Regions from separate parts of the Mus musculus genome. Here region 1 is linked to region 2. The links are chromatin contacts, called in public Hi-C maps. All regions are on one chromosome and are shown on one strand. Each heading gives the region's core, a stretch centred on a gene start, on an enhancer-like site or on the middle of the called end of the contact. The rest is flanking DNA. Distances are from core to core; before and after follow the strand shown. Region 1 overlaps Patj (PATJ, crumbs cell polarity complex component). Region 2 overlaps Patj (PATJ, crumbs cell polarity complex component).

Region 1 (3,366 bases), core at 550-3,049, 110 kb before region 2:
CTGGCGGGGGGGGGGGGGTACTCTGGAATTTATTTATTTAAACAAAATGGCCCCATTGAACAATGACTAAGACTTCTTACAACATGAAAGGCTCAGTTTAGAAACAGGAGAATTCTTTTATATCCATTGACACATTCTATTTTCACTGAAAATAGTAAGAAAGGACATTATTAATTGTATTTTATGAAAGGGGAAATTCAGGTTAAAGATTTTGCTAACTTTTAGTTTGCATAAGCACAGGCATGTGTGTGTGTGTGTGGTGCACACATGCCACAGTGCATGTGTAGGTCAGAAGGAACCTGTAGGACTTGGTTTTCTTAGGTCATCAGGTTTCACAAGTGCCTTTACCTGCTGACCTAATTTTGTGTACCTCGCCACTAAAGAAAACAAATTACCCTAATTTATTCCAAAGTGTACCTTTGTTAGGCCAAGCTCTTATTTTAATTCACCTATGGGGGTGGGGGTGCATACACACAAGTGTTCGCAGAATTGTGCATGGGTGCACACATGGGAAGGCAGAACAAGACATGGCTCTCTTCCTCTACTACTTTCTGCCTTATTGTCTTGGGACAGGGTCTCTCACTGAACTGGAAGCTCACTGTTCAGTTAGGCTGGCCTGCCAGAGAGCCCTCAGGATCAGCATCTCTCTCCTCCCAGTGCTGGGATTACAAGCACATATGGCCAGCTTTTTACACAGATGTTTGAGATTTTAACTCAGGCTCTTATGCCTGCAAAGCAGGAGTGAGTCATTGGCCAGTTTCTTATTTTAATTCTTACTCCTCGTTGTTGTTGTTCAAGAGTCTCCCTATGTAGCCAAGGGTTAACTTCAAACTCACAAAGATCTGTCTCTGCTTCCTAATTGTTGGAATTAAACATCTGAATATGTGTGGCCACAGAGGCCAGAAGAGGGCCTCAGAATCCCTGGAAGGAGAGTTTATAAGCCACTTGTTTGTGGTGGGTGCTGAAAGCAAAACCTCAATTGTTATTTTGAATTTCTGAAAAGCATTCCGAGTTGTGTGTGTACAGTGTACATGTGGCAGTCAGAGGACAACTTTCACGAGCGGATTCTCTACCCCACCTTGTGGAAGGTCTTTGTGTTCCTGCCGCTCGCTGCATGAGCTTCCAACAATTCTCTCTGCCTCTCAGCTCAGCATAGGAGCACCAGATCACAAAGTCACGCAACGCATCTGGCAATCAACTTCAGATTTTCAGGGTTCCATGGTTCACCTAATGAGCCAACGTTTGTGTGTGTGTGTTCTTCGTTATCATCTATGTTGTTTATTTTGCATATGTATCTATGTGGTATGCATGCATGCATGCATGTTCAAGTGTGTGGGTGCTCTTATGTGTTCCTGTGTGGAAGCCTGAAGTGATGCAGTGTCTCTACCTTACAAAGGCTGGGTCTCTGAGCCTAGAGCTCCCTGCTACAGTTAAGCCCTGGTTACACAGCTTGTGAGGACTCAGGCTTTGCCTCCCGAGCACTGGGATTCGAGGTGGTTATCTGTCACACTCTCCTGGCATTCACATGGGTTCTCAGGGGCAGAATCCTGACCCTCACACTTGTGCGGCAAGCACTTTACCCACCAAGCCATCTCCCCAGGCCCAGCCTCTTATCCTTAATTTTGGTTTCTATTTGTAAAGGCTCATGTAATAACCTTGAGGCACACTGGTTAAGGGGAGAGCAACGGCTTTGGACTCCAGCCAGAGGTAGATTCCAGACAGGGTTGGGATGCAGCCTGGTTAGTAGAAGGGCTGCCTGGGGCGCCTGAAGCCCTGGCTCTGATCCCTAGCACCACATGAACCAGCTGTGGGGTGCATACCAATCCCACCACTCAGGAAGGAGGGGCAAGAAGATCAGAAGTTCTTGGTAACCCTCAGCTCCATAGTCTGAGGTGACCTGGGCTATTTTCCAGAAAGCAGAGTAATTACAGGCAGAAAAGCATGGTTGAAGAGCTGACTATGAACAGTTCTATGCAGTCAGCAGGAGATGGGAAAACTACAGGTCAAGCACAGGAGAGCTTTGCTATCCAGGGAGGAGCCTGATTTGCTGTGGCAAGAGCCAGTAGGGCCAGCCTCCCGGACCCATGAGCTATAAAGTGAAACAGCACCGCCCCCTCCCCATCCCACAGACATTCTTCTTTGAAATTTGTATTCTTGAAGAAAATGTGAAATGCTACAACTTATAAAGTATAGGCTGAAAGCTCACTTGTAGGTGAGGAGGTGGAAGGCTCCTTTAGAGAGCTGCCTAACAATATGCAATGCAGCATTTACCCAAGCGATATGAAATATGGTACAGAATTTCATCAACATTGTTATTTGAGGGACCGTGGCTCAGGGGAAGCTGCTTGCAACCAAGTCTGGCAACTGGAGTTCAAACTCTGGAACCTGCGTGACATGACAACGGGACAGCGCCACCTCTGACTTTTCATGAACAAGTGCACACAAAAATGTCAAAAAGAATTTGTTAAAGGTATTTGATTTGGATACTTGTTTGTTTTTTGTTTTTGTTTTTTTTTAATTTTTTTCAGAAGTTAACCAGAGGTTGTAATTTTTAAAAAGACAATGTATTTTATTTACCATCATACAAAATGTAAGGGGTTATAGGTGGTTGAGAGCACTTGTGGCTTTTAATTATTCACTCAACAAATGTAACTGGCACATCCACTACTTGCCAGAAAGTTCACAAACCCTAAAACAGTTCTCACTGCCCAGAGCTACCGTTCCAACGGTGAGAGACAGAATGGACACGGGGACTGATACTCAGAAGCCCTAACTTCTAGAGAAAAAAAAATGAAGCAATTAGGGGACGGATAAGATACAGTGACTTCAGACAAGTAGCCAGGAACTACTCCCAGCTGCATCATGTATGCTAAGGCACTGGAGACAGCATGAGGAGGGGAAAGACAGAACTCAATAAATATTCTGACTTGCCACCAAAAATAAAAGCACCTCCACTCAGGCACCTGAAGAGGAAGGATTGGAGCCAGAGGTGGGTGAGCCAGAAACCAAAATACAAGTGAAAAAAGCAACACTCTGCAACTGGGACTCCCCGTGGCCTGCTCCTGGCCTGCTCCCTGGACTGCCCCGCCCCGTTCCCTGCCTGCCCTCTGGCCCAGTCTGCCCTGCCTGGCTGCCTGTTTGCCCTGCCCCAGTACCCTTACTGTGCTGCAGAGCTCTTCAAAGAAACATCAGTACCCTCCCTCTCCCATCCTGACCTCAGCCAACAGGACTAGGGTCCAAACAGTTTCCCACTCTTCTCCATGCTTGGGCCCACCTCAGGCATGCGGTCTAAGTTCTCTCTCGCTTCACCTGTGCCTCAGCCTCCTGATGCTTTTATCTAATGAAGACCTCTCGATTCCAGACTCT
Region 2 (3,524 bases), core at 118-2,617:
TTGTGCACACTAAGCTCACACTATACAGTCCACCTACATGCCTAGCTCCATCATATCTTCTTAAAAGCCATAACTATGCACCTGCAGGTCATGTTTGGTTACCATGTGATTAAAAACCTAATTCAACAGGGCAGGCTATATGATCCTGACTACAATGAACTAGAGGATAAATCTTCTCTAAATCTGAGAGATTTGTGGTTCTACATGACATCTCTAATGGCCAGCAAATATTCTTTGCATTTCATTATTCTCTCCTGCTCAAGGGAACATATTCCTGGCATCAAAACCATTTGCTTACCAACAAACCACTTGCTATTCAAAATAAGCGTGTTCTGAGACTGAATTTTACTTCGATGGACAATAAGAATTTCAGTAAGAGGCTGTAAAAATGCACTCAGGAGTGGTTTCCTATATCGACACTTCAAGCATGTTGGCAGTGTTCCGTCAAGTGAGGGGAAGTGACATTTACCTGCTGGCTAGGGCTCCTCCAGCAGACAGCTATCTGCATCTCACTCCTGAAACAGGTACAGTTGGAATTGAGTGACATCTTGAATCCATGTAAGAACTGAGCATGCTGGGAAATCTACCCTTTGTATAAAACAGGAAAACTGTACAACATGCACAAGTGTTGTGAAACGCAGCACTTAAGGGATATTTGGGTTATTTTCATACTTCTGTAAGACAGAAACGTGTGCACTGGGGAATTTTCTAGAAAAAAAAATTTAGGAAGCAATAGTTATTGCTTCCAGAAAATAGAAAAGAGGAATATAAAAGTTAGCCTTTGAGGACTGAGGTTAGAACTCAGTGGTAGAGCGTGTATGCATGAGAGCCTGGATTCAATCCCCAACACCAGAGAAAAATAATAACAAAAATTAGTCTCTTTTACTTTATAGATTTTGGGGTTGTTTGAATTTTTATTAAAAAAAAATACGGACTTAAGATTTTAGTTCAGTGGTAGAATAGCATGTGAGACTCTCAAGTTTTATTCTCTCCACTACAATAAAAATACACAAAAACAAGTACTAATTTTATAATTATAGAACAGTGGTAAAAGTGTCAGATGTGGTACCACATACCTGTAATCCCAGCACTCGGGAGGCCAAGACAGGAGGATTCAAGTTTGAGGACAGCCTGGGCTACACAGTAAGACCCTATCTCAGGGGGACAAAAAAAAAAATCCAAGAAAAATTAAGGCCAAAAACGGCCAACACTTTTCAGACTTCTGTTGGCTCATGAGACTTCAATTTCCTACTAACAAACATCTGCTCATCTATCTGGGATTTTGGGAAGTAAGGTCACTGGCTATCTTGCTGGGAAAGCACAGGCACTCACTGAAGTGCGCATTTCAACTGGACCTTTACACCTGGGTGATTCACAACTCCAGAGCTCACTGAACCAGGAAGCTTGAAAAATATCCATGAGCTTAATATAATATTACATATAAAGTCTTAATGAAGTTCTTAAAAAAAAAAGTCCACTCCCTTCAGAGCCAGGGGTCAGGATTTATCCTGGTCCCTTTGTCCTCAAAGCTCAACATTTACTAGGTACTCGTTAAATAATAAACAGAATCCAAACCAAAGAGTGGTGGAGGCTGCCACCAGAACTCTGTATAGGCTGTCACGCAAAACAAACAAGTGTTACAGTGGCATTAAGGGCCCATTAAGGGAAAGCTATTTGCTCTGCTCAGGGGAATGGCATCTCTGGCCTGGGTGGAGACTTAACATTCCAGTTGGGAGATCAATCATCTCGTTTAGGGAGCAGACTCAGGAAGGCTTGATCCTCCTTAATCCATCCTGAAGAGATAGGAGGAATAACTATCCCGAATGCCATGAAGCTCTGTTAGGTCTGCCCTCCTAAGCACCACTCAGAGGCACAGTTTTTTCCTGTCCCTCCCTTCTTTTTTCTTTGTATGCTGGCCAAAGCCTAAAAATGCCTTTTCTGTATTTTAGGGTTCTTACTCTTTCTCTGGAGGCCCCCCCTCCCCTTTTTGTCACAAGACTGTGTGGCTGGACTCCATGACTCAGTCTAACAGTAGGAATTCTTCTCTTCTCCATCTGACTCCTCTGGGCAGCCGCCTGGGTCTACAGCTGGCTCTCCTTGCGATTTTTTCTTTTACACTCTAATAAAACTGTCCTCAAGCTTCCTTCAGAGCCCATCCTCAAATTCTTTCAATAACAATACTATGAACTCCAAGAGGGAAGTACACCAATTCCCTTGGTGACATGTAGCAACTCTGCCGGGACACCCCAAAATTCCCAGGAACACAAGTTAGGTTTCCTACAAAGGCCTGGTGAAAGCTTTCCTAAACCAACTGAACATAAAAAAATTAAATGTCCCCACTGTCAAAACACCCCACTCCTAGAATGTAAGAAAAGCAATTGTAGAATGCTAAAGCTGCATATGGAGAAAATATTGAAATCCAAGTTGAAAGATACCATGAGAAAAATCATGTTAGTTCCTCAGAGTGCTTCAGTTGGCAAGATTCATATCTTATCACGGAAACACTCTCAAGAGTCAATTCCTAACAGTACTCTCTCTGTAATTTGTTTCATTTTGCAGAAGTTAAACTGCTCTGTGTGTCATTCTGTTGGTGATAGTCCCCCTCCACCACAAGCAACAAGCCACAAATCTGAACAATTTTCACACACATTAAGTCTCTGATATGTTTTTAAGGATTTATTTATTTATTATATGTAAGTACACTGTAGCTGTCTTCAGACACTCCAGAAGAGGGCGTCAGATCTTGTTACAGATGGTTGTGAGCCACCATGTGGTTGCTGGGATTTGAACTCCGGACCTTCGGAAGAGCAGTCGGGTGCTCTTACCCACTGAGCCATCTCACCAGCCCCCTCTGATATGTTTTTAATGGATGCTGCAATGACAGACCTCCATTAACAGGACCTGAATGTTCAGAATCCACTAACAATAGCTACCTCCTCAATGCTTCCCTGTTTCTCCATATGCAGACTGTGCCCTCAGGAGTCTCCAGGAATTATGGTCATACCATATTTTAGAATTCAAAACAACCTAGTGAACTGACAAGCAAGGCCATCTTAGGTTTTGGACACCCTTTCCACTGAAGGCTATTCTTGATTCAAACACACGCAGGCTGAGGTAGAAGGATTGCTAAGAGGTTCCGGCTAACCTAAATCAAACTGAGTTCCAGGTCAGCCTGGGCTACATAGGAAGACCCTGTCTCAACCTTTCCCAGAATGAGAGAGAGAGAGAGAGAGAGAGAGAGAGAGAGAACATACTTGTCTGCTGAAGTAACTATTTTAGCATCTATTCAATACAACACTGAGCCATCCTTTATAACATTATCTAACTAATGTTCTGAATGTCTTATCACCTGTAGTTCATAAGTCCGGAAGACTCAATTAAAACACAAGGGGACAATGCTAATGAAAACATGGAGGAACCACAGATGTCACTGGGAATTAGCTTCATAGGAGAGGAAATATCAAATGCTCATGACCTTTTGGGCAAATAACTAAAATTAAGAAGGAATTTCAACTTGAATGGAC

What was found. Hi-C and Micro-C count contacts between places; a contact is called where the count stands out from the background.
Region 1: a Hi-C map of uterus shows a contact between it and region 2, with 2.6 times the contacts expected there. The contact joins two enhancer-like sites. A contact is called at or near these places in 2 of 484 Hi-C or Micro-C datasets (brown adipocytes and uterus), 1 of 115 datasets of contacts at active chromatin or transcription factors (embryonic stem cells) and 2 of 9 other capture datasets (adipose tissue and liver).

The regions. Positions count from the first base shown.
Region 1 is chr4:98,509,899-98,513,264 of GRCm38.p6, reverse strand. All of the region lies in intron 21 of Patj (PATJ, crumbs cell polarity complex component), which reads right to left. Among named protein-coding and RNA genes, the nearest start is that of Gm40210, 68 kb to the left of the region's middle. Within about 2 kb of position 1,799, at least 77 of the 459 cell types and tissues checked have an H3K27ac peak or open chromatin away from gene starts, as enhancers often do. A contact at or near this core is called in adipose tissue and uterus, where this site is marked.
Region 2 is chr4:98,399,609-98,403,132 of GRCm38.p6, reverse strand. The region is part of intron 1 of Patj (PATJ, crumbs cell polarity complex component); the gene reads right to left. Among named protein-coding and RNA genes, the nearest start is that of Patj, 5.5 kb to the right of the region's middle. Within about 2 kb of position 1,367, at least 81 of the 459 cell types and tissues checked have an H3K27ac peak or open chromatin away from gene starts, as enhancers often do. A contact at or near this core is called in adipose tissue and uterus, where this site is marked.